Linked DNA regions of Sus scrofa: region 1 is linked to region 2. Evidence: chromatin contacts called from public Hi-C data. All regions are on one chromosome and are shown on one strand. Each heading gives the region's core, a stretch centred on a gene start, on an enhancer-like site or on the middle of the called end of the contact. The rest is flanking DNA. Distances are from core to core; before and after follow the strand shown. Region 1 holds the start of SLC39A8 (zinc transporter ZIP8). Region 2 has its middle 53 kb from the start of SLC39A8.

The links. Hi-C and Micro-C count contacts between places; a contact is called where the count stands out from the background.
Region 1: a contact with region 2 is called in a Hi-C map of liver, with 7 times the contacts expected there. The contact joins the promoter of SLC39A8 here to the enhancer-like site in region 2. A contact is called at or near these places in 1 of 5 promoter capture datasets (liver), 7 of 47 Hi-C or Micro-C datasets (liver, retroperitoneal adipose tissue, skeletal muscle and 1 more) and 1 of 2 datasets of contacts at active chromatin or transcription factors (alveolar macrophages).

The regions. Positions count from the first base shown.
Region 1 is chr8:118,603,090-118,608,206 of Sscrofa11.1, forward strand. It overlaps SLC39A8 (zinc transporter ZIP8), which reads left to right and starts at 1,763. Exons shown (of 9, transcript XM_021101718.1): 1 at 1,763-1,991; 2 at 2,764-3,215. The coding sequence starts at 2,997.
Region 2 is chr8:118,548,682-118,554,269 of Sscrofa11.1, forward strand. No RefSeq gene overlaps it. Among named protein-coding and RNA genes, the nearest start is that of SLC39A8, 53 kb to the right of the region's middle. Within about 2 kb of position 3,035, at least 17 of the 83 cell types and tissues checked have an H3K27ac peak or open chromatin away from gene starts, as enhancers often do. A contact at or near this core is called in alveolar macrophages, liver and retroperitoneal adipose tissue, where this site is marked.

The DNA.
Region 1 (5,117 bases), core at 513-3,012, 53 kb after region 2:
GCTCTGACTCCACCCTTGGCTGCCTCTCTTTCTCTTCTCTGATCCAAGTGTGTCCTCCAAACTTAGCTCTGACTCTTGGCAGCCCACAGCAGGCCACTGCTTTGTGTAGATACCCTCCTTTTTCAGCTTGGGTTCTGACAAACCACACTGGGAAGGGTGTTTCATTCATCAGACCTGGGTACGAACATTCTGTGCAGGGTTGCGTGAATACACGCTTACCCCATTAGCGATACAGCCTCTGATTTCCAACGTTTCCTCCCCAATCTCGACATCTTTGTCACCCTGCTTAGCCTCTAACTGCCCATGCTAAATTCTGAAAGAGAAAGAACATCTGTCTATACCCTGGCCAGTGCTCATGGCATGTTCCCTTCATTATTACCATTTAAAATGGCTTGACTTTTAAAAGCACATTTCTGAGAAAAATGAGTCTTTACATTACACCTTGTTTCAGACTGGAAGTCCTTTTCTTCAATAATGTTATTGGTAGAATGCTGTGTCTTGGGCTCTAAAACATTATTTAAGTAGTCCTTTGGTGATTATATTTCATTAGAATGGAAGCTCTACAAATGAGCCTCACCAATTTAGTAGTTAGTTGTAATTTTCAGAATACTCTCTTTTAATTGTATGCTTACGTTATGTTCACTGTTTTTGGTAAAGTTGCCAAGCAGGTCGATTGTTATTTATTTGACTGCTTATCACCATTTGAGGTTGATGGGCTGGCAAAATTTATCTGTCTGTCTGTCTGTCTGTCTATCTGTTTATCTAGAATTAGAGAGGACATGAATGGCTGATAAACCTTTATTTTAAAAATTCACAATATAAAATGTATATTATTTGAAACCCATTTACATCTGTGGAAAGTCCAACATACTATCAATGTTGCAGTTGAAGCTGGGAATGAACAACTTGTTGGGTGTAGATGAACCATCTAGAAAGCTCATTGATTTCCAAGAATCACTTCGAGTTACTGGGGTCAAAAAGAAAAACAGGCATCAAACTACATTTGAGAATCCAAGAATAATCTGGACGTGTTCCCATCAGTTGTGTAGTTTAAGAAGTTTAAGTGTGACATGAACTTACTTCTATCCTTGGGTGATGATGGTGTTTTTGTGTCAGTGTCATTCTGTAAACTAATATCAACAAATACACAGATTGTATAATTGGAAGGGGCACACCATGAAGATTTTTTTGATCTCCCTCCAAGGCACCAATCGTTCTACTAAGTACCCATGGGGTTGAATAACTTTCCAGTGGTGAAATTACTACCTCCCAAAGCAAAGTGTGCCTTATTTTCTGCAGAAATCTTCCTGCCCTGTTCCTGCTGCCTTCTGCTCTCTGCAGTTAGAATGCAGTTAAACCCTCTCCATAGCACCTCAGCTATGTCCCACTAGAGAGCTTCCTCCTTCAGGAAGATTCTCTCCCTGACTCTTTCTTGCACTAAGTTCCTCATGAGAAATGAGATTCTTTCCCCTGCCCCTTGTCTGGACTTAGTGTATCTTTTAAAATGTGCTGTTTTAGGAGGCTGTGCATTCTTCCTCGTGAAAGACAAGAACATTTTTGAGTTCCTCTTATTGTCCTAAGCTGAGTGAATCGTGGTTTCACTTTATTTCTGGACAGTTACAGCCAACAGACACAACCTTTGCCCCCAAACACCGCATTCACTTTGCACAAATTTGTTGACCTCACACCTAAATCAGCTTTTATTGAACCCTCATCTGAACAAACAAACATTCATTCTGATCTGCGGATATCCCGTGCGGCGTCAGGAAGGGCCGGCTCTGCACTGCTGGCTCAGTGAGCTTGCCACCGATACAGATTCGGTTTCCTTTTGCTCCTGACTTTAAGAAGTAAGACAAAAAAGCAATTCCTGCTAATCTCTTAGACAATGCAAAAGGCTCCACACTCTATTCCAGGAAGCTGGTTTCAACAAGGTAACAGACCACCAAGCCCAGAAGGGAGTCTAGGGATATCGACAAGGAGGTGGCATTCAGGTAACCTCTGGGGGTGAGGGCGGGGAGGCCGCTCGGCTGAGGGTGGGAGGGCTCAACCCCAGCCAGGAGGAAAGGGCAGCGGCTGTGCGCCCTGGCGTGGACACGCGCAGGAGTTCAGGATGGGGAGTGTGTCACCACGTGCTGCAGGGAGGCGGGGACAGGGCCCTTCTCCGGTTATCTGTTTAAGAGCTAGAGCCGGATCTCCCAGTTTCATAGCGGATTTGCCAGAGATAGTGTTGGGAGGGAGGAAGAGGGAGGGAGTAGAGAGAGGCAGACAGTGACTCACGTGGACATAAACAGACGCAGAAACAAGAAACAAACAGGCGAGGTGAGAGGTTAGAAGTAGCTAACCTACTAGCTTGCCCAGGCGGAGAAGAGGTCTGGGAGAGGGAGGGTCCCGATTAGACGCTCAAACCCCAGGACCCTGAGGTGGCCATTTCCTGCGGCTTCCTGGGGACTACACGTCTCACCCCTTCTACGTTTGCTCTGAAGGAATTAAGCAGAAAGAAAGGAAGAGGAGGTGGGGTTCGACAGCCAGTGTGGTTTTACTTTTTCCTAAGAAGTGGCGCGGTTTGGGGCTTTCTCTCCGGAAGGAGCATGTGTCATCACACTGTGCGCTAAACCTGGGACGTTTGCAAACCCGGCTCCGGGGCAGTTGGCCCCATGCCCGGCCAGGCGTTCGAGGGCTCTGGCCTCACAGTGCTCCCGGGGCTGGCCGGCGGGTGGCCTGGTGGCCTTTATCTCTGTCCCCCCTTTGTCCTCTTTATCTCAGGCTCTCCAGGAGGCCCGGGGGCCCGCTCTGTCTATCGCTCCCCACCCCCGGCTGCACCGTCACTTCAATGCCCGGCAGATCGCGGGCTGCGGCTCTTTCAAAGGCGGCGGAGGACCAGGGGCGCCCCGCGCCAAGGCTGACTCGGACCGGCGCCGAAGCCTGACCCGTGCGCCCTTGGGCACCGACGCGCGTCCCTGTGCACTTCGGGCCCGCGTGGGGCAGCCCCGGCCAGGATGGCCCCAGGCCGGGCGGTGGCAGGGCTCCTGTTGCTGGCGGCCGCCGGCCTCGGAGGAGAGACTGCGGGGCCCGAGCTCGCCTTCAGCGAGGATGTGCTGAGCGTGTTCGGCGCGAACAGGAGCCTGTCGGTGGCGCAGCTCCGGCGCTTGTTGGAGCAGCTGGGATCCGGCCCCGTGGAGGGCGCCCCCGAGCTCGGGCAGCTGCACTTCAACCAGGTAGGTCCCGGCCCGGCTGCTCCTCCGCGCCAGGTTGTCGGGAGACGTCCATTTGCCCTCGAACGCTCTTTATTGGGGAAAAGTGCGGGAAAAAGAATTTCTCCAGTCTGAGACGGGTGGGTCCTGTTTTTCACTAGACCCAGCTTTCTAGTTGGGGTTCAAGGGCTGTCGGTGTCGAGGGAGCCACACATTGCAGTTTTATGCCCAATGAGCTGAGCAGTCAGACGGTCGTGGTTCGAAGATATTATAGAAAAGTTTATAAAGTAGTTGAGGGTGGAAAGCACCTTAAGAGATGCTTTTTAGATAGGGATGGCGAACTGAAGCCTTCCCAGCAGAGACAGAGTTTCGCAGGCTACCCTCGTTGCTCAGTGCAAAACGACTGCCAAGGAGCTATGATGTAGTTCTGTCTGGCCTGTGTACACCACACGAGGCATTTAGGGCTGAAGGGTCCATTGAATAGAAATAGGGAGACCCGAGGGAAGGGGAGGCGGCGCGGGGGTGGGGGTCGCTGAGACCAAGATCCCACATCCATTTGGGGCCGACCTAGGTTGAGATCCATAGTTTTAGTTATCTGTCAGGTGAAGCGTTTGATTCTAATATTCATTCCAAAACCAACACCACCAGCAACACAAAACCCCCAATGTATCTCATACATATTCGCAGTATTACCTAGGCATTTGGTAATTCCTAGGATTTAAGGAATTTAGAATTCAACACCATGCGTCACCGAGGAGCAATGAAGACCATACCTATTAGTAACCTTCAAAAAAGGGTGATATCATAGATCCTTTGTTATTTTCATAATAAATGTTCTATGATTATTTCTTAAAATTGCAAAGTAAGCAAAATGTGCTTTCAGCATCCTCCCCAAATCTCCTCCCTACTTTTTAAAAACGCAGTTAACTCAGTGCTTTGATTTTTTTTTTTTTTCCTTCTCTTCCTGTTCCAGTGACAAGAAGATGATGAATGGCAGTATTCAGTATTTTCTGTACTGTTTGTCACTTCTGGGGCGTGTTAGTTTGTGTTACAAGAAGTGTTTGTGGTCCACGGTGTTTGGGAAACCCTGTGTACCATGTACTCCACTCTTGGAATTTGAGCATTTCCCAGTAAATCTGACCTTAGGTTACAGTTAAGGAAACTTTAATTAGATAAATTCCTTGCTAATAATAATTTGATGTTCTTTTTGTTAGGAATATCTTACCTCAATTAAAACATACAATTTTCAAGAAGTATGATTTTTGATGCCGTAGGGTATGAGAGTGACTGCCCTTAGGTCTGGAATGGTTTTGTGCATGTCCTCTTGTGTACAGTCTTTAGTAAATTATCTATAGATCCAGTTCTGGCATGGCATTGCAGTTGGTTTAATATCTAAGACATGATGCAATGGAAAAACTGAAATGAACCCATGTTATATCAATATTTTAGAAATGAATCAAACAACTTCCTAAGTATTTTCTGTCTAGTTGCAGTCTCAAGTAGGGCAAACAGCTGAACTGACTAAAGCATTTCTAGGTAGAATAGGCGCGGTCATATGCTTGGAAAGAAGTGTGGAGACTTGACTTGCAGCTGCATATCTGTAGCCCACACATTGTTTTGACTTAAATTATCTCTTTATCTTGTGATGACTGGAGGGGTTGATGAATTTTAAAGGGACAAAAGACCCCTGAGCCAAGCCTTGGAGAAGATACTGGAAAATACACATAAACAATTTAGGAAAACTGCTTAAGTTCATTCGCAATATGATTCTAGGTTTATGAGTAAATGGGATACCTCAATAGGCAAACTGTATGTACACTGACACTTTGTTTCTCATTCTTCTGTTTGCATATTTAGCTACCGTCATTATGGCTTCTGTGGGCATCAAAAAGAGATAGAGGAAGCCCATAATTACTTCGAAAACAA
Region 2 (5,588 bases), core at 1,785-4,284:
CTGACATATAATAGAATTTTGTGGACTGAAGGAATAAATGTGTAATATTAATTTGGCATCTATAATATTGATCCCTTCTAAACTTCATCAATGCTTTTAAAATATTAAACAATTTTTATCATTTAAAATAATTTATATACTAATGTGCATATAAGCATTCTTTCTTTTTTTTTTTTTTGGCTTTTCTTTTTCTAGAGCGGCACTCACGGCATATGGAGGTTCCCAGGCTAGGAGTCTAATCGGAAGTGTAGCTGCTGGCCTACGCCGGAGCCATAGCAACACGGGATCCAAGCCGTGTCTGTGACCTACACCACAGCTCATGGCAATGCCAGATCCTCAACCCACTGAGCGAGGCCAGGGATTGAACCCACAACCTCATGGTTCCTAGTTGGATTGGTTAACCACTGGGCCACGGTGGGAACTTCGCATGTAACATTCTGATTATAGTTGTAATTAATCTATTACTTAATCTTAAAAATACCATTTTATATTCTATTTTTCCTCTTTAGTATTACTTCATACAAACTATAATTTTATTTATAGCCATCAAGATGGGCCATAGAGCTGTGGCTTCAAATAGGTTTTTAGCGTATTGCTTTTTTTTTCTTTTTATCATTTGACCTCCATCACCTATGTCTCCTACCCCTTATCAATGCTTTCTTAAAGAATATGTGGCTTAATGTTTTCTGGTGCAGAGAAGAAAAACATGAAAATTTACAAGAAAAAATTGATGAAATACATTCACTCAGAAAGAAAAAGATGGTTTGATAGAAGAATTCACATTTTAAAAATTATTCTATCAAAAAAATAGCTCCTTAAACTACTTTTTCCCCTTTTTTACTGTAATAGAGCTAAACGGTTATAAAGGTCTAGTTATACTTGACTGATTTAAAACTATAACTAATATAATGGGAAGATCTTGTTCTGATTTTTATTTATAAGGGCAAAATCACTATGTAAAATGATTATATGGCAAAGAGAAAAATGTCATAATGTTGATAATATTTATCTTGCTCAGTTCTAAGAGAGTTACCATGAACAATTATGAATGTCCTATTGATCAGAAACTCACAAAAGAACAACTTATTTTTATAACCTATTGAATCCCCTTATATTGACTGCTCTTCCCTGCTAGTTTAAAAGCTTTCTGAAAGAATATCTATAGAGTGGGACATTCAGGAAGCCCCCAATTTTATCTCTTATTCTCTATGTATTTCTTGCACGTAGCTCATTGAATAAGTCAAAGCAAACTTTACATGAAATCTTAAAACTATACATGATCTTCAAAATTGAATTATGACACCATTCTCTGGAATTTTCACTATAAACCTGTACTGACCATCAAGTGCTAGTCAAATAGAATTCTCTACAACTCGACATCTAGAAAAACAATACAGATAAACAAAAAGGACGATATATCTTAACAATGATATTTCGGGGACCACAACAAATTTTGAAGCAAGCTACAAACTCTTCCCCTTCAGAACCCAAAATCGCAACATCTTCATTAAGCCAAACAATTAAAAGATAGTAAATTTTAATCCCTAACTAAACTTTCTCTTTAGACAAATAGCAAGAATGAAAATTTTTTTTTCAGTCAAAATTCAAGACTAAACCAAGAGGGAAGGGGGGAAAAAAATCATCCTTCTTGTCTTTTAGCAAGATTCAGAAATCAGGAGCAAATTAAATTTGAAAGGATTTGTATAATTGTATAATTGAAGGATTGTATAATTCCTCTTCCCAGATGAGGGATCGGCGGCATGGCAGCCCAGCTTCCTCCAAGCTTGACAATGCTCTGATCTTCCTGGGTGTGTGAGTGGCCCTGCTGGTGCATGTATACAGTCTGAAGGCTAAGCAAATGATTTGCAGATGTATTCTAGACATTTGCAAAACTGGAATGAGTAAATCATGACTCTGCATTTGTATAATGCTCTTCTTTATTTGTAAATGTTCACTCTGTGTATTCTCTTCCATAAACCTTTTGAATGTAACTTCATCTTGATTATTTTCCTTAAAGTTAGTTGAAGAAATGATTAAAATCTGAAAAAAAAATCCAGTGTTATGATTCTTCAATGTGAATTTGAAGTTAGAATATTTAAATTAATGAATCTCTCTGGCAAAAATGAAGTATCTCACTTCCCAGGTCATTTGCTCTATATGTAATAATTTTCATGATTTCATGTTATTCTTCCTAAGATTGTTAAAGCTTCAAAAATTTTTGTTTAAATATAAATAGCAAAGTATTATATTCTGAATATAAAATAAATGACATAAAGCCAAGGAGTGAATATATTGAAACAGAAACAAACTCACAGATATAGAGAACAAACAAGTGTTACCAGTGGGGAGAGGGATGGGGCAGGGGCAAGACAGGGGTACGGCATTAAGAGGTACAAACTACTACGTACAAAATAAATAAATGATACAGGGTGTCACGTACAGCACTGGGAATATAGTCAAGAATTTATAATACTTTAAATGGAGGATAATCTGTAAAAATATTGAATCATTACGCTGTACACCCAAAACTAACATAATAGTGTAAATCAACTGTACTTCAATAAAAAAATATATGATGTATTGGTAACTCTTTGAACTACTTCACAGATTTTTCAAACTTTTAATAAAGTTTATTGGTACGAAACCATCCTTTCTGTAATTAACAAAATTTTACTACAGAATTATGTAGGTATCTAGTAGAATGTGAAAACACAACTTTAAAATCTAAAGTCCTCTCTCGATTATTAAGGAATCCTCCTCCTTCCTTCCATTCTTTTTTCCTTCCTACCTTCCCTCCGTCTCCCTCTTCCTCCCCACCCCTTCCGTCTGTCTCTCTTTCTTTTTCTTTTTGTAAAGATGATCTCAGTCTGGAATAAACATTCTTGCGAAATTGGCCAGGATTTTTGCCAAGCGGAGTGTGCACACGTCAGCTGTTTTCTGGAAAATAATTGCACCATGTGACAATGTCTATTATTTTAATTAGTACTGTGGAATGCCTCCAAGATATTTCGTCAGGTCAGTCTCTCTGACACAGGCAAGGGCTTTTTATTTCCTAAATGCTGATTAAGCAGATAGATGCCATTGGCCATGTTGTCTAGGTGTACAGTGGTTATAATTAAGCCAGCACGCACGGGAGTAATAAACTACTCCCCAAATAAACAATTTAGGACCCTAAGGAGAACAGGGCAACTTTTAGAGGGCAGTGTTTAAATTACCCAAAGGGAAGAATTACCAAGCTCTGTTTGTGGGAAGGCCACTCTGCGGGAAGGCCCTGGCATGCCTGCGGAGATCAAAGGCTTTGTCATGAGCTTCCAAGGAAGAGTCAGTCTGCTGGGGCTCGTGTATTTCCAGGAGACTTGCCTGCCTCTCTGTGTTAATCTCAAGAAATATTGATCCCAAGATCTGAAAACAAGAGTCCTTTGTGAAACGGTTGTGTTGAGAACATACCCCCAGAAATTCACCAACCTGAAAACACAGGTTTTAATAGTGCTGGAGAGGAGAACAGCAGCTTTCTTTCCTCTTTGCACAGCTGTTCCCCCCAACACTGTTGAACGAAAGGTTAGGCGAGAAGCGTTCCTCTGAAAAGGAGGCATGTTGTAATCATCAGGCTGTCACAGCGTATCCATATCATTTGTCATCCAGCAAACACCCGTGGGTGTACGGGTTTCGAATGGCTGCTGTGTGGGTGAAGGTGAATGGGGTGGTTAGTCAGTTCTACCGTGGGGCTTTGTGGAGGCTGGCAGACCACACCCTGTAGGGGGGACACGATCTCCTGTCAAAGGGGTGGTGATCCCTGACCCTCTGGGGAGCTGAGGCTTTCAGGCTGGAACTGGACTCATAGTGTTTGGAGGAAAAGATTTCCCTCCTCGTCTGAGTCTGCATCTCAGTTGAACTGAATTAGGAGCCTTTGGCCTGTGCTTGTGGGGGGCGGGTTGGAGACGGCCCAGCCACTTAGACGCGGGCCCCGCGGTCCAGCCCGTCTTCAGACGCACACATGAGACTTTGCAGGCTTCTCATCTAGGTAAAGGATGACATTGCTCTGCTTCCGCTTGGTATTTCAAAATGTATTTCCCCACTTTCTGTCTGGTTCGCCCTCCATCCCTTCGTGTGGACAAGAAGTTCCAGGAATTACCATTGTGCCCAGCAGGTTACCAACCCGACTAGAGTCCATGAGGATGCAGGTTCCATCCCTGGTCTTGCTCAGGGGCTTAAGGATCTGGTGTTGCTGTGAGCTGTGGTGTATGTTGCGGTTCTTGGATCCCTGGTTCCTGTGGCTGTGGCTGTGGCGTGGGCCTGAAGCTACAGCTCCGATTGCACCACTAGCCTGGGAATTTCCATATGCCATGGGTGTGGGCTTGAAAAGCAAAAAAAAAAAAAAAAAAAAAAAGAAGTCCCATGTTAATAAATAAATCGTCAGGACATGCTTTACATCGCATGGGAACCCTGAGCCTTATGCAGTCCAGGAAATCCGAGAAAGGCTGCGGTTTCCATATGTGTCCTTGTCACAGTCTCTCTTCTTTGCGGGTCTGGTCCTACAGTGCAGACCAAGTGGGAAGGCTCTGCCTGGAATTTCCTCTCTTGTGCTAAACTCAGCGACAAGGACCTCTGCTGGGGCTTCCGAGGCCCAGTGCCAGGACCCAGCTCTGGCAGCGTGGACCGTTTTCAAGGCTCTGCCACTCCTGGAGGGCTGCGTTGGGGTGGGGTCTGGGTCTCCATCTCTCTGGGGGGCTGTGGGAATATGCAGCCTCTTCCTTCTCTTGCTGTTGGGGGACTCACCTACCAGAGGTCAGCCATTTACCTTTCTGTCCAAAGTGGCAGCATCCTTCGGGGAAATTTAGCCTGATTACCTGATGTACCTTCCAAATAAAAGCTTGACTTTTCTGTCGTTGTTGGGGGGGGTGTTGAGGAGACAATTTTTAGTGAGCATCCTTCTAAATCTCTTCTTAGTTCCCAAACTCAAAAAGCTCAGTCCCTTGCTACCTTCCACCCCTCAACCCCCTATGCCATCTCCAAGGGAATCCATTAGGAATTCTCCAGGCCCTGAGATTACCAAGATTGAGTCTTTCCTTCTGGAGAATTAGAATAAGGATGGGGAAGGAATATGGTTTAACGTACTTCTGTTGACTACCCAAACCCAAGGCATTAGTTAAATATTTTGTTCCCATCAACCTGCCTATAATTATTCCTTTTTATTTGGTCAAGTCTTGTTTACTATGTTAGCACCGTTGCAGTTTTACTTGTTGGTATAAAGGGAAGGCGCTGTGTCCAAAAATGGACCAGGAGGTTAAAGGTGAAAGGGCATTCCTTTTTCCCTTATCTTAAGCCACCTAGTAGTTTTCAAAAGGAAGATCCCTAAGGAGAAATTAACCTGGCCACTAGAGATGAGGTTTCATGCTTCTGCTATAGTGTGTGTGGGTGTGTGTGTGTGTGAGAGAGAGAGAGAGAGAATCTTTTGACAGTTTAGGAAGAGCTGGATTTTATGTATACTAATTAAAATAAAAATTTCTATACAAAAAGCCATGGCTCTTTTGTGTTCCTATGCATTATGTGGCACTTCCTGTCTGCGACTGGGAAACCTCCTAGACTAT